3 separate regions of the Gossypium hirsutum genome follow, and all the other regions are linked to region 3. Evidence: chromatin contacts called from public Hi-C data. All regions are on one chromosome and are shown on one strand. Each heading gives the region's core, a stretch centred on a gene start, on an enhancer-like site or on the middle of the called end of the contact. The rest is flanking DNA. Distances are from core to core; before and after follow the strand shown.

Region 1 (4,323 bases), core at 1,693-4,192, 160 kb before region 3:
TCTATATATAAATTTAAGAGTGTGTGTGTGGAGTATGTCTTATGAACATTAATGAGTAGGTGCTTATGATTGTGTTTATGCTATGTATGATGGGTATGTTAAGTAGGTTTCTATGCTCGTGATTGATGTTTAAGTATGTATTTAGAGGTATGTTTAGACATTGGGAACATATGTATCAATACATGGTTGTACATCCTTAGGCCATAGTTAGATCGACCTAATGGACCCTAAAGTCATCAATTATACTATAGATTTCCCAAATTAGAACATTGGATTAGATAAACTTTTAATTAGTTTTCAATCATCAACTGTATCATCAGAGATGCCCTTGGGCATTGATGTAACATTGTGTAATCAGGGCCATCTCTGGATCGCTTTAGAGGGTGTTACATTACAAAATCCAAAGTGCAGCTGAGGCTCCCACGAAAATACTGATCAAAGCTCAGATTATTCTCTAAGATCCCGAATACCTATGCATAAAACAAAACATTAGCGAAAGCTTAGTGGTGCTTAACCAAAACCAACGCTACAATATATATTCATTAAACAGAGAAGAATACTAGTAATAATTATCAAGTCAAGAATATAACACGATGAACATATGAATAGCAAAAAACATCACTAAACCTTTACATGCATAGCTATTTGGAAATTACATTTCAGTAGTCAAGTATACCATAAAGCACATCAAGCACTATTTCATATCTTTGAGATGCCAATTTTCAAATATCTCAAATTATCAATTTTTTATTTCAACATAACATTATTACATTGAATTATCTATATTGAATTTTTTCACTATTTATCAAACATGGAAACAAAGAACGAATATGTGGATAGTCCCAAGAATAATGCATTCCACTTAAAAATAGTCTCTGGTATACTGGAAAACTTGAATTGTTATTTCTCCTGATCAAGGTGTTAGTACTCTATGATGTGAAAGCAGATTAGGGGCACTCACGCCTTGAATAATGCATTCCACTTAAAAATAGTCTCTGGTATACTGGAAAACACTGCTAATCCAAGTACAACATTTTGAGAAAATTAAAAATATACAAATACATTTATTTTCATTAACAAGAACATTGAATTTTATTGAACTTAAATACATTAACATATCCCTTCATGACTCATTGATCAATTTTTTGTTGCATCCATGTTAGGTCATTCTTGTAGAACATACGGTCTAACCAACCACCAAATATGTTCTCATATTTGATGCAATAGAAAATATTAAAACTGGTATTGGAACACATTTTAAGATTTATTAAACAATGTGATATTTTTTACCTTCGATTAAGATGGAATTGCCACAGTTGAGAAGAGATAGGTGCTAACCACTGTATGCATATTTATGCCCTTATTTGTAGAAGCAAGCAACAACCATTGACTTGGTTAATTGGCTCACAAATAGCCTTGGTAAGCACCTTATAGAGATAAGTTAGAGTAGTAGAACCCCAATTAAACCTAGTTGCCATTTGAAAATCCTCTAACAGTGGAAGAAACATGGTATGGACCTTATTCCTAGACTTGTTTGGGAACAACATTCCTCTGATTGTCAAGAGCATCTAAGCTTTGACGTAGCGGTCCATCTCTACAATAGTGGCATGCGATGGAAGGGCTAGTTCAACAAGCTTTTCAACCATGTACACTTCAATTAGCACCCATTTAAATCATTCAACATTTACCTTGACTAAACAACACTCAACAACTGCATGCACATTGACTTTGAATCGATGCCACTCAGACCGATCATTACCTCTCGTTGATTGTAAGGCTAGTTATTAAGGTGACATCTTGTGGCATGATGATGACTTGCTCGCATGAGAAATAGAATGTAATGGTTTCTAGCTTCAATCTTTCCACTAAGGTGGAAACTAATTTTGGAATGACATGGAACTTTTTCATCTTAGATGCCACAAATAAACTAACATCCTTTAAGCATTGTTAGATACGAGGATTGAGATTTGAGAAGTGTAAATTGTGTTGCGCCCAGAGAGTTCAATCTATTGGCTGCTAAAAATCATTAAAAATAATATTAAAATTTGAAAAATCTTAAATATATTTCTACAATATTAAAAATTATTAAAAAATAATTAGGAGATTTTATCATGTTGAGGGCGTAATGGACGATGTGGCTGGTTATTTTCTCCTTAAAATATAAGTGAATAAAAGAATTTCATTTTTTGTAGGGTTGGAAAGTTGGTGAGCTTGAGAGTTAAAAAGTATGAGAAGATTTTAGAGTGAGAAGAAAATAGGGAAGCGGTTATAGAGTGGAAGTCGACAACCATAGGAGCGGATTTTCACTAAATGTAGTTGGTTAAACCAATGACAAAATAAATATGTTGGCCAAGCCTTAAACTTGAAATCTACATTCATAAGTTTTAGTGTGTTGATTTGATACTACACTAAACTTGACACCCATAAGTGTAAAAGTAGTCCTAACGAAGAATATTTTGATAAATAAAATTTTCACATATATAGAATTTTAATAATATTATTATTAATGTAGAAAAAATCTTAACCCTGCACAAGGAACTTGAAAAGATCCTGAGCCAATGTTTAATCAAACTCGTTGACCCATTTAATAATATATTTTTAAAAATTTTGTAATTATAGAGCCCAACCCATCTAAAAGCATAGAATTTGGGCTTTGGAGAGAAAGGATTTGGAATTTAAGTTTCTAAAATAGAAAAAAATTCATTTACATCTTTTTAAATTTTAATTTAATAAAAGTAAAATTGCACTTTTTAACTCTTACAAATGATAAAAATTTGATTTAATATTTTAAAATTATAAAAATTGTAGAGCCTAATTTTTGCCTGAGCCATACCAGCAAAACAGCCAAAATTAAAATAATTAAATAATCCATTACAATGGCCCAATATGGCCCAAAACCCTTAATCCAAACTAAGCCCAAAAATTAAACAAAGTCAGAAAAAAACCCTAGGGTTCCCTAACCCTTTTTGGCGCCGCATGCCCCCAGCGCCGTTTCGCCTCCTCTGCCATGCCTGGCTGTCACCGCTCCTAGCCGCCTCTCCTCCGCATGCTCTGACACCTCTGTCACCTGCAAAGAGCAATAAACACGCAACAGAAAGAAGCAGCCAAATCGCAAAACAACAAAAAAATAGACATCAAGAGTTGTTTAGATCGGCTATAAAAGCCGAAATTTCACCTTTGTAATCTTCTTCTTCTTTTTACGAACGCGCACTAGTGAATAAAAAAGGCAGAACAAATATTTGAAAAGGGAAAATCTGATTGTTTCCCCTTTTTTCCTCTGTTTTCCGTTTCTTTTTATTTTCTTTTTTTATTTGTTCCATGCTTCTACAAAATCGGTTTTAATAAATAATAAGAATAAAGGGAAAAGAAAAGGAAAGAAATCATGCCTGGAATCATCCCGCAGGCCGCCGCCGGAGATCTTTTCTCATCGTCGGATCGGGTCAGGAGATGCGCACGGGTTCCCTTTTCTTCGGCCTAGCCTTCGAACATTTTTAAACGGGGCTGCAAAGCCCATCCCGTCGTGTCGCCCGTCGCTAGTCGACGGCGGCGTAGTCGAACGCCGGAGGAGCTTAAGTCGGAAGAGGGGACTGTGCGAGAGAGAGGCCATGGGGACTCTCTGTGTTTTTTTTTGAAAATGATGTTAAACTTTCCTTTTTTTGGTGTTCTTTGCAAAAAATAAAATAGCAGAAAAAGAAAGCAAAGTTTTTGCTTTTATGGATTGCAAAACAGAGCCGTTTGAGGGGGAAATCAAAGCATTCTTGCCCTTAATGGGTAATTTTTGAATTTAGCCCCTCCGCTTTTGCACTATAATGCAATCTGACTCTTTGTTTTTTTGATTTGGGCTGTGAGTTTTGTTTCTGCTTCAATCAAGTCTTTTGACCATGTATGGTCCTTTGCACTGAAACGTTGCGCTCTAGGACTGGGGCATATTTCCCAATTAGTCCTTCATTCTTCGTACGTGTGCCATTTTAATCCCTTGCGACCCGTTCTTTTTTTTGCAATTAAAGCCCCTAATTTTCATTCCAATTTCAACTTCGTCCTTATTCCAATTAATTTATTTTTTTATTTTTATTTTAAAAAAAAAGGGGCCCTTTCATTACCATTATATATTTTAAGTTTTATATTATTTATTATAAATGTTTTACCTAATGTTTAATCATTTTTTATTTACATCATTTGCTTTAAATTACCACGTATGTATTGTCTTAAAAGTTTTATATTTTTTAACAAGAAAAGAAGAATACTGTTTAGGTTTTTTTTATATTTATTTACTTTAAACTATTTTCGTATTATTCATTTTAAGTTTTCTATATTGTTTGAAAT
Region 2 (3,785 bases), core at 169-2,668, 220 kb after region 3:
TGGCTTAAAATTCAGATGATTATTCGATTTTATCCTCAATAATTAATTGCATTAAAGAATAACAAATTAAATGAAGGGAACCTACATGTTAATTCCTTCTCACATTTATTCATACCGTTAACAAAGCAACTACATTTTGCTAATCGCTACTCTTTTAAGGATTCTCAACATTTTATATCTACACTAATATTTAATTTGATGACATAAGTTAGTGAGATCAACTTGACTAAATTTTCATTCAAGATAAATTTAAATCAATTACAAATACTAATTTCAACCTAAAATGCATCAAATGTCATAAATTACTCAGTAACCTTTTTTTTTATCTTTTAAAAAAATAAATTCTTTTTTTTTCTCCGGCAAAAAACAAAATCAAGTTAAAAAAACTATTCACTCCTTTTTTTAACCCCTTCCAACTTTTAAATAATAAGATAAACATGCTCTAACGCATTAAAATTTATGTTCTTCTACATTGATGATAATACTAACCAAACTAAGACTCAATCATTACAAAAACCTACTCACTCCTCAATAAATTACTTGCTTAACTCTTTTTAAATATAATAAAACTAATAAATCATATAATTTTTTTTAAATCTATCAGTCATTTAAAAGATAAATATATAGTTTTTTTAACATGTTATTTTTTCTTTCGTGTGTAACGTAGGAATAATGTTAATAATATGCATAAAATATTCATTATTTTTTTTCAAAAAAATCATCGTTCCTTAAACAAAATATTAATTGTTTTTATACATTGTTCAAAGATATTATAATAGTAACATTATCCAATTTCGGATTTCTAACGATATTAATTGAAATAAAATTCAATTAAATTAATTCGACATTTTGGTTAAACTAATTTGTAAAAAAATAAGTTGTTTTCTTATTTAGATAAAGAAAAAAGTTTAACTACATAATAAATAGCAATTGATACATATATTATATAAATAAAAAATTAAACATCCAAGAATTTTTCGTGCAGAATCTTTAAATTTTATTTGTTGTGTGGATATAAAGTTAGAACATATATATTTCAGCATTAATGAATGTCATGATCCCTCAAAACATGCTGTGGAATCTAAATCGTGATTAAAAAGGAAAACTTGATGCCAACCTTTTCCCCTTCACCATTAATGAAAGAAAGAGATTTTCACATTCTGAAAAAGTGAGATAATAACATGGAAGTAAACCCATTTCGTAACAGAAGTTGAAGAGAGTAAGTAAATAAATCCAAAGGTAACAAAAAGAGATGAGAAAAAAGACCCCAAAATTATGAAGGTTATTGGTAGCCGTCATTCGTTGCACCATTACTGTGAAACTCTTCGGGGCGGGGGGGTGAATTGAATTGAAAAAAAAAATTAATCCTTTGAAGAGCCTCAAATTCTATCTCTTTCTCAATGTTTACAGCTTCCCTCCATTAAATGCAATTGCACCCTCTCAATACGCTTTGCATTAACTCTTTGGCAGCCACAATTTTCTCCATCTCTTCACTCTATCTTCTTCATCTTCATCTTCTTCTTCTTCTTCTCCTTTATCTTCTGCAACTTCATCTCCTTCGTATGTCACTTTGTTCCTACACCTACGCCCCTTAAAACCTACTTCTTATATATACCTTTATAGCTCATACGGTAAAGCCTGCTTTCGCAGGAAAACCATTAGCTACAGGTAACGAGGGCTGGAAGCAGATCCGTATCTCCTCCTTTCCCTGTGGCTTTTCGAGGGTTCTACTTTATTAGGTCTAAAATTTATATGCAACCAAGTTTTGCTACAGTGTTTCAGTCTCTTTTTTCAACCTTTATAAGCTCAAAATTCCCTTATGTTTTTCTTCATCTTACGTTATTTATTTATTTATTCTGAAATGATGCAGACATAGCCGACGAACGGAAAAGGAAAGAGAGTTGGTTTGGAGACTGACAAAGAAGGCATAGTTGGATTCTCCGTGATCTTGGTTGGAACGTTACATATGAGGGGAATTTTTCAAAATCGTCAACATTTCAACATTCTTCTTCTATAGATTCTCTCCTGCTCCTACATTGGCACGTAAGAATCAGATATTCTATAAGGATAAATATACTATAATATAAGCTGAAGGGACGAGAACCCTTTCAGCTGCTAAAAGGAAGAACACATTGATATATGAACAAACATTGGATAGGGCTTTTGGGATTCTGAAACATCATGCCAGCCGGAGTAATGATCCCGGCGAGAAACATGCCGTCGATGATCACCGGAAACGGGAGCGTTAGTGGTTATGGAACATCCTCAGGACTTACTCTTGGTCAGGTTAGAACTTAGAACACCATATTTTTCTCTCTCATCCATCGCCTACCGTTTCAAATCTCTGATTTCTAAGGGATTCTTCTTAGTCTTTGCAGTTGTCATTTTTTGTGCTTAATCTCTTCAGATTTCCCCCTTTTTCCATATTTTTTAACCTTAACAGATTAATGGGTATTTCCTCGTATTATCTTTTCTCCCCATTACAGTACTTGAAACAATAAATCTGTCTCTCCTTTTCCACTGTTTGGAACTCAAGAAAATGTGTTTTTCAAAGTGATTTTGGTCATATTTTGCTATTCCAAGCAAAATCCTTCTCGGTATTTGAGAAACGCGTAAACCCTTTCTTTTCCCATGAATCTAGCTCCCCTGATTCTTCCTCATTAGTCAAATTACTGCCAAAACATGCGTTTGTCGCATATAAATTTAGTCTACTTATCATATATAAATCCGCACACTCAAATCTACTTTGATTTTGCCTTTTGCTTACCATTTTTCCCCCTGAACTACCTTCGTTTTTTTTTTCCATATGTGGGAGATGGGATTTTTATTTTAGTTTTTTGAGCGGGATTTTCTTTTTGGATTATGAATGTTAGATTGAAAAACCATAAGGTTCGGACTCTTAAAGATCTGTTAGATAATGTTCCAGCAACCTAACAACATGATGGAAGGTCAACTCCACCCTCTTGAGATGACCCAAAACGCTTCTGAAAGTGAAATTGTTCGAATGAGAGACGAAGAATTTGACAGTACAAACAAATCTGGTAGCGAAAATCATGAATTAGGTGGCTCTGGAGACGATCAAGATCCTCGTCCCAACAAAAAGAAGCGTTATCATCGCCATACCCAGCATCAGATCCAAGAAATGGAGGCGTAAGCTAAAAACATTTTTAATTTAACTCGTTAATTTATTCAACAATATATGCTAAAAAGCTTCTTCTTTCTTTGAAAATTTTGTTCCTTGTTTTATAGATTTTTCAAAGAGTGTCCACACCCAGATGACAAGCAAAGGAAGGAGCTTGGGCGTGAGTTAGGGTTAGAACCGTTGCAAGTCAAATTCTGGTTCCAAAATAAGCGCACCCAAATGAAGGTATAACTATATTTATAGTAAAACGTCAATGGGAACTCAACCTTGTTAAGCTTTGCTCATTTTTGTTTAAACGTCAATGGTTTTCTTGTACAGACTCAGCATGAGCGTCACGAAAACACACAGCTGCGAACTGAGAACGAGAAGCTAAGGGCTGACAACATGAGATATAGGGAAGCTTTGAGCACTGCTTCATGCCCAAATTGTGGAGGTCCAACTGCTGTTGGACAAATGTCATTTGATGAACATCATCTCAGACTTGAGAATTCTCGATTAAGGGAAGAGGTATCCTATTATATTTTTACAACGTTCATAGTATTTGTTTTTGTAGTTTTCTAACGTTTGGATGGAAACAATGTAGATTGATCGTATATCAGCAATAGCTGCAAAGTATGTGGGCAAGCCAGTGGTGAACTTTCCT
Region 3 (3,972 bases), core at 902-3,401:
TTAAATTTTTTAACTATGTTGGTGTGACAACCTCCATGGTAGTTCATGTGTTTCCATAATCTATCCTTTTTTATGGAAATACATGACACTGTTTGTCTTATATGTTATCTCAACAAATAATTTAAAATTTAAAAAAATAAAAATTCAAAAAAATTCAAAAAACGTTTAGCATAAAGTACACGTTGATTGCCATATAGGTTGCTATGTTAAAAAATTTAATGTTTTAGTCAGTTTTTCGATTAAAAACAACAATTTAACTCTTTTGGAAGGTAAATGGTCAAATTCGAATCTTTTTTAAAAATTGACAGCTAAATTTAACTTTAAAAAAGGAATAAAAACCAAATTAACCAAAAAAAACTGTGAACGGTAAGAACTTAATTTATCATAATGTGAATTTTAAAATTATTAATTTCATATTAACATAAAATTTTATATTACACTTGATAGTTTTTAAATTTGTTTTTTTGAAAATAGAGTACAAGGACAATCAGACCGTTTAAAATAAAATAAAATTGGATAGAGTTATAAAATATATACACAAACTAAAATTTAAATACTCAATGTCAAATCATCAACCTACAACCAAGACTTCGTTAGTTTCTTAACAATAATTAAAATATTTTATTTTTTAATTTAGATGACACGTCAACTATTATCGCGTCACGAGCAGGACCACCTGTTCTTTGCGGACATAATAATAAACAAATAATTAGCCGTAAGTTTTACGTATTTGTGTTCTAATATGATTAGTGAATTGTTCTTTTTGGTTTGACGAATAATATTATGTTAATATTTATTGTCAAGGGTCACGTCTTGGTGAGACTTCAAATTCGGAATGACTTAATCAACATGCACGTAGTCGAACATGCTAATAATTATTGATAAACATTTTTGTTGAATTTCCTTATAAAATCGAAAAAGGATAGATTGTTTTGTTCTTAAAATAATTATGTTAATTTATACATATATCGTATTAGTAACACAAATATATATTTACCAAATATTACTATATCTTACCTGATAATTCAATGAGGTTCACATCATTCTCCACCATGTAACTTTCTCAGGTGAGAAGCTGATGGAGAACTAAGAAAGGGGGTGCTCAAATTGTAATAAACCAATATATATTATTTGTACAATCATATATCTCAAAAGTTGTATATATACGGAGTTGGTGGAAGATGAAGAAATTAGTGGGATTCAATGATGAAATGTTGAGTATTAATTAACTATACAAAATAGTTAACTAACATTGACGAACGAACTAAACACAGCCCTCTTTTCTTTAACTCTCTGCAATCATTATTCTTCATCCCATTTTCAATTTTCTTCTTCTTCTTCAATCTGAATCTCTGGATATATTTCTGAACCAGTAATTTCCTTCACCTATAATATCACCAATTTCCCATATTAGTTCAACTTCTACTCTTTTCTTTTTCTTTCTTTTTTTAAATTAGGTCAACTTAAACAGAAGGAGCCCTCTCACAAATATTCTTTAAATATATACAAAGCAATTAGATCATCATGATTTAATTACCAGGGAAACTATGAATTTGATCTTCTTCTCTTTTCCTGGGATTCATATCGTGTGATTTGAAGTTACTACCCTACTAAAAGATTATGAAAAGTAAACTCATCAGAGTCAGACCATTACATATATATCAAGAAGAAGAAGAAGAAAAAAGATTCAAAACGAAGATTATAGCTTAAAAAAACACACAAGTGTTGTTTACAACTAAAAAATTACCTTGGAACTATTGACAGGAGAACTAGCAGTATCCTCCAAAGAATGATCCTCACAGATTTCTGTGGTTCTTGTTTGCTTGAACCTTAATATGTTGGGAGGTTTGGGCGAAGAAGAGGAGGCGGAAACATGATGGTTATGGTGGGAGATTTTGGGTGCAGTAGCGGCATCAGAGATCAAGGAAGAGCCACAACTGAAAGTAGAAGAGTAAGTTTTGGGTTGATTTGATAAATCTTCAAAGTAGGTAGTCCACCCACTTTCTTCATCTGAGAACTCCTTGCTTCTTGTTCCTTTGGAACCTACAGATTTACGTATAGATGAAGTAATAGACTTCTCCTCCATTGATCTACAAACAAGATGAGAGAGATACGTGGATGGAAGGTTAGCTTTATTTCTTTAGGCACAAAACAAGGTCGACAAGCACTTAATAATGGCTATTTATATATATATATATATAAATAGAATTATAAAAAGTAAGAGAGAAAAGTGAAACCAAAATGTAGAATGTTGGTGTGGCCAAGGTGGGCCAATGGAAGTCAAAAGCAGCGGTTGCAACGTAATTTTGTCATATTAACCAACATTAAATAAAAGTATATTTACATTGAATTAAGCAAACGTAAACTATACTTAATATTGGATATGACTAATTATATCATTAAATTCATTTTACCATCTCAATTACAAATTCTGGCAACAATAAATCATAGTTTATTCTCTCCCAAAAGCAGTAAGGTTAATTGTTTTTGTTAAATAAAAAGAAGCAAATGTAAATTTAAATTTATAAAAAAAATGCTAATTAAATCAACACTTATAACCGTGTCAAGAAATTGTTAACTTCCACTCACTTGTTCAACTTCATACATCCATATGATTGAATGGGCTTTGAGATTAAGGGTGCGTTTGTTTGCTGTAAAATGGTTTTCGGAAAACATTTTACATCATTTCCGATGTTTGTTTGGGGAAAATGAAATCCTTTAGTAAAACATTTTCCAAAACACAGTAAAATTAAACCCATTCATCTGGAAAATGTCTTACGGCTTCAAAATTGGTAAGACATTTTCCATTCTTCTCTAAGCAGACATTTTCCATTCTCTTCTAAGCAGCAGACATTTTTCATTCCTCAAAGCTTCCGCCTCTCCTCCTCATCTCTGCCTCGCCATCTCTGTCTCTCAGGTTCATCTTCCTTCTCCATCTCTCTGCTCTATAGATCTGTCGGTGAGTCACCCAAAAGCTTTAAGTTTTTATGAAAATGGTGTAAAATGTTTTAACTGGATTTTCCAGAAATGGGAAGAAGGGAAGCTTTCCCTTTTAATTTTCTTGCTATTTTCACTATAAAAATCTCAACATTTCTACCTTTAAAGCTTCAGTTAGTAGATCTTGCTTATTTTTGCTGAATTACAATGATATCGGTATTTCTGCAACAGGCTTCTTTTGTTTCTTCCTTTTGATTTCTGAGTTTTTGATCCACTGCCTTGAGAGAGTGAATCTTTTTTTTTCTGAAGGGATGCTTTGGGTTCATTTAAAAATGCATGAAAAAGGCACCGATGAAATACCAGTAAATTCTTGGTGACAGTTTATATTACTAGGATTTGGATTTTGTGTTTCTAGTGTTTGCCCTTTTTTGAGTGGAATTGTTATAGCTTTGATTCCAATTTTAGAGACCAGATAAGAAGAGAAAATGGAGAGAAAAAGAAGAATATTTGGTATTTTTTCTTTCATGAGAAGTTTTGAATACACTTGGTTCGTATATAAACAGTGCATGTTTTATCTCTTCTCTCAATTATAATAGCTTTTACCTTCAACTGCTTCCTTATATCATCTTGCTTCGTTGTTTCCTTCTTGCCTACTAGTTTCACAACACTTTTCTTGATTTCCACTAAAGCAAAAAGATGGTCTAGCAACCAATATGTTTACATACAGAGAAAAAGAAAATCAGGAATTTCTCCATTTCAATTACCCTCCCCTTCTACAAACTCTGAATCACAACTGATTAGGGACCCTGCCTTGGACAGAGTATCCGACTCTTGGGTGGTTCTGGACTGCCTGGAGCTTCCTTCACCACCCATGTCTTTCACCTTCTTTCGCCTACTTTTCTTTGAGTCTTTTGTGGTTGTCTCGGTTGTTTGGCTTGCATATAGGATAGTAATCATGTACTTAATAAGCATGTAGCAGATTAGTAGCGTCCCATGTGGAGATTTTAGCTTCACCAGTGGTGCACTAAATAATCT

What was found. Hi-C and Micro-C count contacts between places; a contact is called where the count stands out from the background.
Region 1: a Hi-C map of leaf shows a contact between it and region 3, with 2.2 times the contacts expected there. The contact joins the enhancer-like site here to the promoter of LOC107908311 in region 3. A contact is called at or near these places in 5 of 34 Hi-C or Micro-C datasets (hypocotyl, leaf, petal and 1 more).
Region 2: a contact with region 3 is called in a Hi-C map of hypocotyl, with 4 times the contacts expected there. The contact joins the promoter of LOC107936747 here to the promoter of LOC107908311 in region 3. A contact is called at or near these places in 14 of 34 Hi-C or Micro-C datasets (callus, fibers, hypocotyl and 2 more).

What each region holds. Positions count from the first base shown.
Region 1 is chrD02:48,741,825-48,746,147 of Gossypium_hirsutum_v2.1, reverse strand. No RefSeq gene overlaps it. Among protein-coding and RNA genes, the nearest start is that of LOC107908309, 9.4 kb to the right of the region's middle. Within about 2 kb of position 2,942, at least 9 of the 9 cell types and tissues checked have an H3K27ac peak or open chromatin away from gene starts, as enhancers often do. A contact at or near this core is called in hypocotyl and leaf, where this site is marked.
Region 2 is chrD02:48,353,376-48,357,160 of Gossypium_hirsutum_v2.1, reverse strand. LOC107936747 (homeobox-leucine zipper protein HDG2) reads left to right here and starts at 1,418. Exons shown (of 14, transcript XM_041088619.1): 1 at 1,418-1,739; 2 at 1,871-2,043; 3 at 2,159-2,286; 4 at 2,927-3,150; 5 at 3,250-3,367; 6 at 3,461-3,649; 7 at 3,726-3,785. The coding sequence starts at 2,182.
Region 3 is chrD02:48,577,224-48,581,195 of Gossypium_hirsutum_v2.1, reverse strand. It overlaps LOC107908311 (vascular-related unknown protein 1), which reads right to left and starts at 2,151. Exons shown (of 3, transcript XM_016835518.2): 1 at 1,748-2,151; 2 at 1,538-1,607; 3 at 1,040-1,386. The coding sequence starts at 2,086. The coding sequence ends at 1,340. LOC107910101 (a long non-coding RNA gene) reads left to right here and starts at 2,549. Exons shown (of 2, transcript XR_005910283.1): 1 at 2,549-2,917.